Linked DNA regions of Mus musculus: region 2 is linked to region 1. Evidence: chromatin contacts called from public Hi-C data. All regions are on one chromosome and are shown on one strand. Each heading gives the region's core, a stretch centred on a gene start, on an enhancer-like site or on the middle of the called end of the contact. The rest is flanking DNA. Distances are from core to core; before and after follow the strand shown.

What was found. A called contact is a pair of places that touch in the nucleus more often than the background predicts.
Region 2: a Hi-C map of cortical neurons shows a contact between it and region 1, with 3 times the contacts expected there. The contact joins two enhancer-like sites. A contact is called at or near these places in 1 of 484 Hi-C or Micro-C datasets (cortical neurons) and 1 of 115 datasets of contacts at active chromatin or transcription factors (astrocytes).

What each region holds. Positions count from the first base shown.
Region 1 is chr6:135,991,731-135,997,406 of GRCm38.p6, forward strand. The region is part of intron 4 of Grin2b (glutamate receptor, ionotropic, NMDA2B (epsilon 2)); the gene reads right to left. Among named protein-coding and RNA genes, the nearest start is that of Gm14330, 140 kb to the left of the region's middle. Within about 2 kb of position 2,416, at least 9 of the 459 cell types and tissues checked have an H3K27ac peak or open chromatin away from gene starts, as enhancers often do. A contact at or near this core is called in cortical neurons, where this site is marked.
Region 2 is chr6:136,350,434-136,356,109 of GRCm38.p6, forward strand. No RefSeq gene overlaps it. Among named protein-coding and RNA genes, the nearest start is that of Eif4a3l1, 26 kb to the left of the region's middle. Within about 2 kb of position 3,423, at least 18 of the 459 cell types and tissues checked have an H3K27ac peak or open chromatin away from gene starts, as enhancers often do. A contact at or near this core is called in cortical neurons, where this site is marked.

The DNA of each region.
Region 1 (5,676 bases), core at 1,166-3,665:
TGTAGCTTTTTCTCAAACAAACAAAAAACCCTGACAGTCCCTTCACCTAATTTTTTCTTCCATGATCAAAATCTCTTTAAAATTACAGTACCAACCCTTAGAACACCCCAGGAAAAGTGGAGTGCTCTGTGTCTCTGCGGTCCAAACAAGCTAACAGTTGTATGTGGTTATTGAGCCTTTCAGCTGTAGCTCATAACAACTGAGAATCAATATTCAGCTTTATTTCATGTTAGTTAATTTAACTTGAAAGAGCCACAGGTGGCTCATGGCTCCTCTATTAGCCATTGCCTCAGCTTCCAAGCGGAGAGAAGCCTGGAATTTTATTTTGTGGTTCTTCTTGTCCATGAATACTATTTCTACTTCCCTCTTAACTTTCATCTCTTTGAGTTTTTAAATCTATCTTTAAATGTCAACCTTGTTTTTCTAGGTTTTGTTTACATTTCACTTTTATCTTCAGTTAAAACATATAAAATTGCCCTTTGATAGGTCAAAAACCCAGCTCAGTATCAGCCGTCCTTCTCTCTTTTCGGCTTTCCCCAAGGCCATTGGTCTTCTTTGTTTGGACCAATGTTCAGCAGAATTATGTAGAGATGGAAAATGTTTGTGGCCAAAGAATTAAAGGACAGACGATTGAATTGTGGTCACTGAGAAAGAAAGCTTTCTTCAGGCCAGCTTGATATACTAAGATTGAGATTAAACAGCAACATTTCTTCAAATTAAAAAAAAATGCAATGGTCATATGGTTCGGCACATGAAGACATGATTCTAATATCACAGAAACAAAACCACAGTAAGACATTATTGAAAGACAATAAAATATAGAAACTAATGACACAATATGGAGGGACTTACAAATTCCTTAAGCAGAAATTTATTTTAAAATAATTTGATAATTCAAATTAGGTCTGATGTCATAGCTACTCTGAAGGCTGAGGCAGGAAGATTACAAGTTAGAAACTTGCCTGGTCTGCAGCATGAGTCGGCGCCATCCTGATAGCTTAGCAAGACTCATCTCAAGACAAAAAGTAAAATTACTAAATCTAGAGTGGTACAGTACTCCGCTAGCGTGTGTGAAACCCAAGGTTCAATCTACTGGGAAAGAAGGAGGGGGAGAAAGAGAAGGAGGAGGAGGAAGAGGAACAAGAAGAAGAGGAGGAATAGGAAGAGGAAGAAAACAACTTGAGTGGGTTGTTAACTGAGAAAAGAAATGGGATAACTGAAATGGGACGATTAAAGAAGGTAATTGGGAGATGAATTTGGGGGAAAGAAGAGAAACGGAGAGAGGGGGAGACAGAGAGAGAGAGGGAGAGGGAACGGGAGCAAGAGAGAGAATAGCGTATGTATTTATACAGGGAGAAAATAGAAAATACCAAAGAAAATACAGATTCACATTCTAATAAATGCCCTTTGGGAATGTTTCTCTACAAAATGACAAGCAGAGTTTGTCTGTAAGCCTGTGAGTATAAGCTTGCCAGTTTTTAAAGTCTAACAAAATGAGCAAAATAAGCATTCCCTGTAAACTAGCCTAGTCTGCTGTTGTTCACAAAAGCTCATTTTGCCTATTTATGAAGTAAAAAGGTAGGGTTGAAACCCTCATTCATTTTCTTTCTCCCATTCTCAAAACCATGCCTGTAGATTTTACCCATTTTCTTTCCTCTGGTACTTGTATTCATGAGCTGCATTTGACGTCATTCCCAACACTGGAATCTTTCCATTAAAAGAACACAAGCAGGTGGTCACTGCAAGCACAATCGGCCCCCCATGTCGGGAGAGTGAACACCCGTGCACACACGTGCACCGCCCCCCACCACAGTCCCCTGTGTATGAAGGGTTTCTACTGTAACCCCTGCCAGCCATGCACACACTGTGGAGAAATTTGCATAATGAAGAACCTATAGTGACTCAACCATGACCGGCGTCCTAGCCCACATGTGCCAAGGCATGGGAAGCATGAGATCACGGTGTGACGGCAGATCCCGAAACATACTAAGAAAATGGGAGCAAAACATTGGCCCCTGTGATACCATGGGACTTAGCAATGCTACAAAATGTAACTGGTAAAAGGGACAACTCGGAGGAAAACTAACTTTTTATCCTCTATCCTGATTTAAAAAAAAAAAAGTGGGAGAGATTTTTAAGATTCAGAATTTACCCCTGTGTTTCAGACTATATTCTTATATTTAACACTCCCCCTACTTCTAAGAGGCCAGAAGAATAGGTCACACAAGGTGACAATGGTAAAGCCACCATGTGGATCAGATGCCAGGGGCTGCACTGGAGCCCATGCTATATGAAGCATGGAAATTCCACTCCAGGAAGAAGAAAGGCTCGGGACCTGGTTTCCATAGCACTACCATGGAGACAGCTCTCAGTGACTCTGCCTCCAGGCCCTCTGAAGCCAAAGCATCTCCCCTTTCTCTCCAACACCCACCTCTGTATCACCATGCCTCCAGCCCCCTCACAAATGATTAAAGACTGCTGGGAAGGCAGGGGCTCCGCCAGGCATTAACCTGGCAATCTTAATGCACATCGGTGTCCTTAAAATAAGAGGGGGGAAAAGCAGGTTTCTTCCCCTTTTTGGTGCAAAGGGAAAGACAAAAATGAGAAAATGAAAACTCATATCACTGAACCCCTGCACTTAAATTGCAAATTTTAAAAAAAAATCTTGCCAAGTTATGTATTAAAGACATAGGCATGCTAATCCCATCCACTGGGTACATTATCTTCTCTTCTCTGCCTGGCATGCCAGCATGCAAATATGAAAGATTTAATTAATTTAGAGCATCCAAGAGGTTCTCCTTAATCTTTACCATTGATGACTAACTGGAGTTTGGTAGGGTTCTCTCTCTCTCCCTCCTTCCTTCCCTCCCTCCTTCCCTCTGTCCCCCTCTGTCCCCTCTCCACTCCTATCTCTTGGTTGTCAATATGAAACTAAACTAAAGCTGGGACTTGGACTCTAGACTATGGTAGAAATTTCTACGTAAAGAATCCTGGGCTCTTTAGCACGTTCTTGTGCCTCACCCTGCCCCTCTTCCCTTTCTGCAGTGGCTCCAGGGGAATGAGCGATGGCGAGCCTGTAGTGCACTGATCTGGACTCTGGCTGGGCAGAGTGACTCCATCCCATCTGGAGTGATGCCCACTGACCTGGAGCAAAAGAAAGGCCAAGAATCCTGTTAGCCAGCAGATGCTTGGGAACTTGACAGAGCATGTGAGAAAGGCTGCTGATCCAGCTGACCAGCCTGCACACCCGCCAGGGATTGCAGTTGAGACCTGGCAATCCCATTCCTGAGTTCAGGTCTTCCTCCACGTTTAAATATGAATTTAGGGCAACTGGCCTGGACACGTGTGCATTGTGTGAATACAAAAAGGCGTCACGGCTGAGAGGACCCTGAAGATCCGGCTGCTGTTTGATATCATTGAGGGGGATACAAGAGTGGAAAGCTTAAACAACTGCTGATTGGAAAAAGGCTGGCAGGTTTTGAACCTCCAAATGGGAGACAAGCCTGCACACACACACACACAAAGGTGTGTGTGTGTGTGTGCATGTGTAAGCAAAGAGGAACTAATGTCAGACTGAGTCTCCAGCAGCTCAAGAATGGATCTTCTGGGGCGACTCACGAGGAAGCCCTGTGTCTATATCTTTATTGCTCAAGCTGAGAATTCTCTTCTGCCTGCCTTACTGAGCACTGTAAAATGGAAAGCAAAGCCAGGGTCGGTCAGAGGCAGGCAGGACAGAGTGAGATGACACAGGAGTTCTGAATTATTCATTTTGATTTATGTCTCATAGTGGCAATTGTTGCCACTTTCTGTTGTTTCTCCTGAATGTTGAAATTGTAAAAAGAGGACTGAATAATTCGGCATGACTCAAGAAGGCAGCCAGTGCTGGCAAAATAGGTTCCTTTTGTGTTTAGTCTGAACATTCGTATGATATATTGGTTTGTAATTTAATTAACAATCTATGATGGCCCTAATGAGTATGGTGATATTTGCAAAGCATTTCAGTGTTCAGTGAAAAAGCTGAATGGTCCGACCCCCTTTATTCTTATCAAAAAACAGGAAGGAAGGAGGACCCAGTGGCTTGGAGACAGGAGCATGGCTGAATTCAAGGCTGTTTCTGGGAGACATCAGAGTTCACCCATTCCAAAATCCATAGCTGCTGCTTCCACATCTGTGCTGTCTAAGCATCTTGCCTAAGCTCTCTTGGAATCACAAAATCCATTTGTTCCTCTTAAAGTGCTTCACAGGGCACAAACACACTGTTTAAAGGGCGCAGGTAAAACACAAGGGAGCAGTTCAGTGTGGAGGCATTCAGTAGTTCTAGGGAGAGGACACTCATTGCCTTGTGATTGCCAGCCACTAGGGCTGGGGATGTCTCAGCCGTGCCACACAAGCATGAATCCCTAAGTTCCATCTCCCAGAACCCACAATCAAAAGGCAGACCTAGCACATGCACCTGAAATCCTAGTGCTGGGGAATGGGAGACAGGGCCATCCCTGAGCTCACCAGCCAGTTTAGCACAACTGATGAGCTCCGGATTCAGTGGGAGACCCCGTTTCAAAACATATGGTAAAGAGTGACTGAGGGAGATGCTTAAACTCAACCTCTGGTCTACACACACACACACACACACACACACACACACACACACACACGATCACACATGATCACCAGCCATCAACTTAGTGTCCCTCCACAGAGTATGCCACAATAGAGGCTACTCGGCATCCCCAGACGCGCATTACTGCCACACTGCACAGCCATGGAAGAATACATTCACTCCTTTGAAACACCCTGTAGGAGTGTGATGGGACGCAATGTGTCAATCTGAGTTTCATGTGTTGGAGCCTTAAGCCTGGTGACTTCAGACTGTGGCTTGGTTTGGACTTGGGGCTTTTGAGGAAGTGATAAAATTTAAGTGATTGTTAGCACGTAGAGGAAAACCCATGTGAGGACATGGGTTTAAGGTGGTCATCTCTAAGTCAAGGAAGGAGAGACAATTGCTAGCTTTATATGGGAGTGGGGAAATTGTATTTGTTGTTTAAACCATCTAGTCTTAAGGATTGTCTTATGGCAGTGTAGACAGCCAAGAGAGGGAACAGTACTACACCCTCCTGAGGACCAGGCATAGGTCCTGCACACATGCAAGATCCACATGTACCTTGTCCTACATCTTTCCAAATACCCAAAGGAAGTAAAACCCGTGATCCTTTATATAAGATGGTAGCAGGATATGTTTTTGATGCCAAAATTTCAGATTTTAATAAGATAATAAAGTGTCACTGCCAAATATTTCCAATCATTATCCTAGGGGTGTCCGGAACAAGACCTTTTAAGGTATCATGCAAATGTTTATTCCATGAAACATAAAAACTATAAGCGCTATTCATTTCAAATTAAGTGGGACATACTTGCCGAATGAAGCTTCATATTAGGGGAGATTTTAATGCTTATTGAGTTACAGCAATGCCTTCTTTTCAAAACCTGTTGGATTTCAAAGTCTTGATGAAGGCTCTCATCTACCTTCTAAGGAAAAGTCTATGAAATGAGATCTTGAATCTCTAGGTTGGCAGTTAGATGACGTCTCTTCTGGTGAACTGGAGCAACCTTCAAACAACCTTAAACACTCTGCCTGGAGGCTCCACTGTGCTTAGGATTCTCCCATCAGGCCGAACTCCA
Region 2 (5,676 bases), core at 2,173-4,672, 360 kb after region 1:
TTTCTTAGTAAGAAAACTTGTTGCTAGGTGGGTGGTGGTGGAACAGGTCTTTAATCCTAGCACTGGGAGTTTGGGGGGTGGGGGGGGCAGAGGCAAAGGAATCTCTGAGTTCAAGGCCAGCCTGACCTACAGAGAGAGTTCAAAGAGAGCCAATGCCACATGCAAAGATGGGTCTGTGGCCAGTGAGCAGACGCACCAGGAATCCATAGCAGAGTCAAACCTCATACTCCCATCACCTTCAGATTGAAACCCTTTAGAGAGATGTGTCTGCAGAATTCATTGAAGAAACTGCTTTTTGCATGTGCACTTGAGTGTGTGTATGTGTAATTTTTTTCTTGCTGTGCAGGCTGGTCTTGAACTTAAAACCTTCCAGCCACCACCTCCCAAGACCTGGGATTACAGGCACGCATCACCACACCCAGCTTGTGCATGTGTGTAACTTTGTAGTGCTGTACACTTCAGAAATCTCAATTTGCGGAGAACACAAATCCACTCTGCGGGGCTTGATAGACTCTCCGCAGAAAGCGCAGCAACACCACTAAGCCCAGGGCTCACGGGAGCCTGAGTCTTGATTACTTTCCACCCACGTTGCTACAGGATGTAGCAGAGACTTTTCCGCTTCAGCGGGAAAGGCTAGGACTTCGGCGTTCTCATGTTTTCCTTGGGTCTTAACCACTGCTTCACTGGACAGTGACAGTCACTGGAGCTGTTTATACACATGATGGACAGACAGCACGACTGATCAGAAGTGTATAGCCCATGAGGTGATCCCTGCAACTTTTCTCCATGTAACTAACACAGGGTGGCCTCAAACCTGCTATGTAACCATGGATGACCTTGAACTTCTGACCCTCCTGCCTCTACCTCTTGAAAGCTAGAATTACAGGGCTATAGAACCGCGTCCATTGTTTTGAGATGCCAGGAGCTGAAACCCAGGGCTTCATGCATGACAGGCAAGCACTCCAGCTATATCCCCAGCCCTGTCACTACACTTTCAGAGGGTGTCCCCTGATGCCATATAGGATGAACGAGGCTAGGTGCTGGCCCCTGTGTTCTCATTAAACAACCCTGTGGTCTTGAGCAAGTCATTTCCTTCTTCCATGCTTCCATCTGTTGCTAGATGCAGAAATTTAAAATTAAACACGGCGTCTCTGGGGACCCTTTTAAAAATAACACTTGGTATGTCTCTTACATGAAAAGTACTTTATTTAATGTACACATTGTCTAAGTTCTCTACAGAAAAGAATTATCAAAGCTGACATAATTATAATGCAGACTGAGAGCACTGGAAGCCAAGTGTAGATACATATTTTTAATAACTAGAAGCCCCCAGCACTCTGGGGTCTTTAAAGAGAAGATTGCAATGAAAAGGCTTGTGTAGGGGCTGGAAAGATGGCTCAGCAACTGGGAACACTTGCTTTTGCAGAGGCCCTGGGATCAGTTCCCAGCGTCTACATGGCAGCCCAAAACCATCTGCAATTCGAGTTCCAGAGCACTGGACACCACCCTCTTCTAGCCTCTACTGGCACCCACACATATGAGGGACAAATCCGCTCAGGCAGGCAAGCACTTGTGCTCAGGATTAAAAGCAAACGCATGGTTTTTAATATATGTCAGACCATTTTAATCATGTGAATGATCATTGTCCATACTCAATATCAGGACAGGAAAGGCCATGAGAAGAGGCGGAGGTGATTTTGTGCTCTGGCAAGGACAGCACAAAGCAGCATTGCTCTCAGAGCCTGGCAGGGAATTTGCTGCATATCTGCTAGAGTCAGTTTTATGTGTCAATTTAGCTAGGCCATGATACTCGGGCATCCTGTCAAGCACGCCTGCCTGTGTCTGTGAAGATGTTTTCAAATAAGATTAGCACTTAAATCAATAGACTTGCAGTGGAGGACATTGCCCTCTGTAAGGTGGGTAGCCTCATCTAATTAGCTGAAGGCCTTAAGAAAAAGTCTGGGATTCCTCAAAGAAGAGGCATTTTGCCAGCAGGCTGCCCTCAGACTCAAGCTGTAGCATCAAGTGTACTCTGGAGGCCTGGACCCTGGACTTGCCAGCCTCCATAATCCTGAGATAGATGAGAAAAGGGAGGGAAGATAGATAGATAGATAGATAGATAGATAGATAGATAGATAGATAGATAGATAGACAGACAGACACAGAGAGAGAGAGATAGACATAGATAGGTAGACATAGATAGATAGATAGATAGATAGATAGATAGATAGATAGATAGACAGACAGACAGACAGACAGACACAGAGAGAGATAGACAGACAGACAGATAGACATAGATAGGTAGACATAGATAGATAGATAGATAGATAGATAGATAGATAGATAGATAGATAGATAGATAGATAGATAGATAGATAGATAGACACAGAGAGAGATAGACATAGATAGGTAGACATAGATAGATAGATTGATAGATAGATAGATAGATAGATAGATAGATAGATAGATAGATAGATAGACAGACAGACATAGATAGGTAGATAGGTAGATATTGATAGATAGAAGATATGCAAGCAGACAGTAGAAGATAGATAAATAGATAGGCAGATGATAGGTAGATAGATAGATAGATAAATAGATAGATAGATAGATAGATAGATAGATAGATAGATAGATAGATAATAGAAATAGATAGCTAAATATGACAGATGAGAGATCAATAGTAGAGAAATAAATGGCTAATTATATAGAGATAGGTGATAGATGGATGGGTGGTATGATAGATATGGAAAGCAGAGATGGAGGGAAGGAGGGATAGATGGGAGGGTGGGATGAGTCTGACTCAATTCTCTAGAGAGCCCTGACTTCTGTGAAGACTTCGAGTCAGAGGAAGAATGGCCAACCTCCCCATCCTTATCCTACGTTCTTTGGTTCAAGAAGATCTGTCCCCAGTGAGACCATCCAGATACCTCCAGGCTGAGTGCAAGAGAAGGTGCTCTAAAACTGCCAAGTGTTATGCACTCGGATGTTCCCATGATAACACCACTCTTTGTTTTAGCTATTTCCATTGGAAACATTAGGTGTACTCAGCATTATGTAATGTGAAAGGTTGAAAGGCTGAAGGCAGGCAGAGCGCACAGGGCAGAGTGCTGGTGCGTTCTGCTCCCTCAGCCCATTATTCCACTGCCCAGCCACATATCTGATCCTTACATCCGCCCTGGGAAAGACCAGGATTCGTTGATCATGCCTTGGTCCCACATAGCTCTTGGCTTTTGCAGTTCTCTACACCTCCGGAGACCACTCATCTTCCTCGTCTATATTATCCAGAAAAGAAATAAAGCCAGCTGTCAGAGGGAGTGAGCTTTTTAGCACTTAAATCAAAACCAGCTTTCCTGGCTCCCTGACTTCCTAGAATAAATGCTGTTCACTCCCCAAACCTGCATGGCTTATTGGTGCGCGGACTCCACCTAGTGACAGATGGAGAGAATGCACCCAAACTTGTTCTCATTTGCAAGCCTAGAAGCCTTTGCATCTAAAATTCAGGTAACACATCCTTAAATTCCAGAGACTTCCAGGGAACAGTGTACATTGCTTGTTTTATGACTACTTAGAGATCTGGGGAAATGACTCAACAGTAAATGCGTGTACTGCTCTTGCAGAGAACCTGGATTGGTTTGCAATATCTACATTGGTTGACTTAAAACTGCCTCAACTGTTAACTCTAGTTGGGGGGGGGGGCAGATGCTCTCTTCTGCCCTCTACAGGCACTGCATGCACATAACACGCATACTGTCGAACGCGCACACACATGCACACACACAAGAAAAAAATAACCTTTTTTATAAATACTACTTAGAAATCTTCAGTGTCTGAACCTTGCATCCAAGCATCTCTGAGCTAACTCACCTATTTTAACTCCCACTGTGTTTTGTCTGTATGAATTTGGACTTGTTATTTCCATTAAACTTCATGACACTGTAAAAATTGGGCTAGTTGTAAATATTTAATATATAGTCTCTCATAATTAGTGTAGACCGAACGCTTAATAGTCCACCAATAATACTTGCTAAAACCCATAGTTTATTTTCCAGTTAACTACATGGAATTTCCACAGAATATCCTTTCTCTGGGCTTAATGGTCCTCAGCCTTCTAATGAGACTAAATAGGAGGTGGTGAATAACTTTTAAATCTCTACGTTAGGGCTGGCAAGATGGCTCAGTAGGTGTCTGCTGCCAAGTCTGAGGACCAGAGTTCTATCCCCAGGATCCACAGGGTAGAATAGAACCACCTACAAGTGGTCCCCCGTATGCCACACATGTACTGTAGCATGTGTGTATACACACACACACACACACACACACACACACACACACACACACACACACACACACGGAGGAAACAAACCAAGCCACCATGTCTTTCTGGTGCAGGTAGTGGGCATCCCTACAATGAACAAATGCTCCATGGGGAGATGGGAAGATGAGAAAGTCAGAAAGTGGAGTCAGCACAGTGGTGTGCAGCAGCCTGGAGCTTACACAGATGCAGACTTAGCCCACGGAACATGCTAGTCGGAGTGAGGATCGCCCTGGCTCTGGGTAATGATGGAGGCCCTGGATGGGGAAAGGACCACTTGGTCTAGAATGCCACCAGTGGCCGTGTTGGTGTCTGTGGTCCATGCTGCTGCCCCTGGCCATGATGAAGCCTGGGGTCCCTGTGGACATATGCAGTCCGTGCCTCTGACTGATGCCTTGGTGGTGACCTTGGGCTTTGCTGTCTTAAGACATGCTGGTAGGAGTGGCCTGTGTAGTCACTTGAGGCCATGCTGAGGCTCAGGGTCCATGCAGCCCCTGAGGGCCATGACTGGGTCTGTGCACCTGATATGGCCAGGGGCTGTGTATGTCTGATGCTCATGTTACCACCGAAGGCCATGCAGATGTTCATGGTCTGGACTGACAGCTGAAGCTGTGTTGATGTCTGAAGCTGGCCCTGCCCCTCATCAGCTGCTGAATGACTCTCCACAGTTGATGGCTTCAGGAGGAAGTACAGGTGGAGAAAGACTTATCTGCCCTTGGAGGACTGGCTTTTGACTTTGACCATGCTCTACTGAGTATATGGACAACATAAAATAGACTTGTATTGGGGGGGGTGTCCACTTAAGGGGGTGGACATAGGACTGTGATTGGCATGAATGATGTGAGATTCCCAAATAATCAATAAAGAGTGTAACCACATTTTGAAATGTTTACACTATTACAACCAGATGAATATTTTTCCCTACAGCAAAGGTGTATTTTTTTCCCTGCACTGCTGTGTAGAAGATAACACTCTAATGAGTCAAGGATGACACTATTATTATCAATGCATTTATTAAGTGTGAGTTCTGTTCTTTATCTGGTGTTTGAAGTTCATTCTTTCATCTAAAACGTTAAAGTGCCTTCCTGTGTCTATCCCTCCAAACATAATTATCATTCTGCTCTGAGTGCTAATCAAGGCGCATCTCTTTTTTAAGATTTATTTCTTATGTATACATGTCTTGCCTGTCATATACACATGGGCATCGTATATGTACCTAAAGAGACCAAAAGAGGACACCAGATCCCCTTAGAACTGAAGTTACAGACATTGGTGAGCTGCCATGCTGGTGCTGGGAACTGAACCCAGGTCTTCTGCAAGAGTAGGAATTGCTCTTAAGGACCCAGCCATCGCTTCCGGCC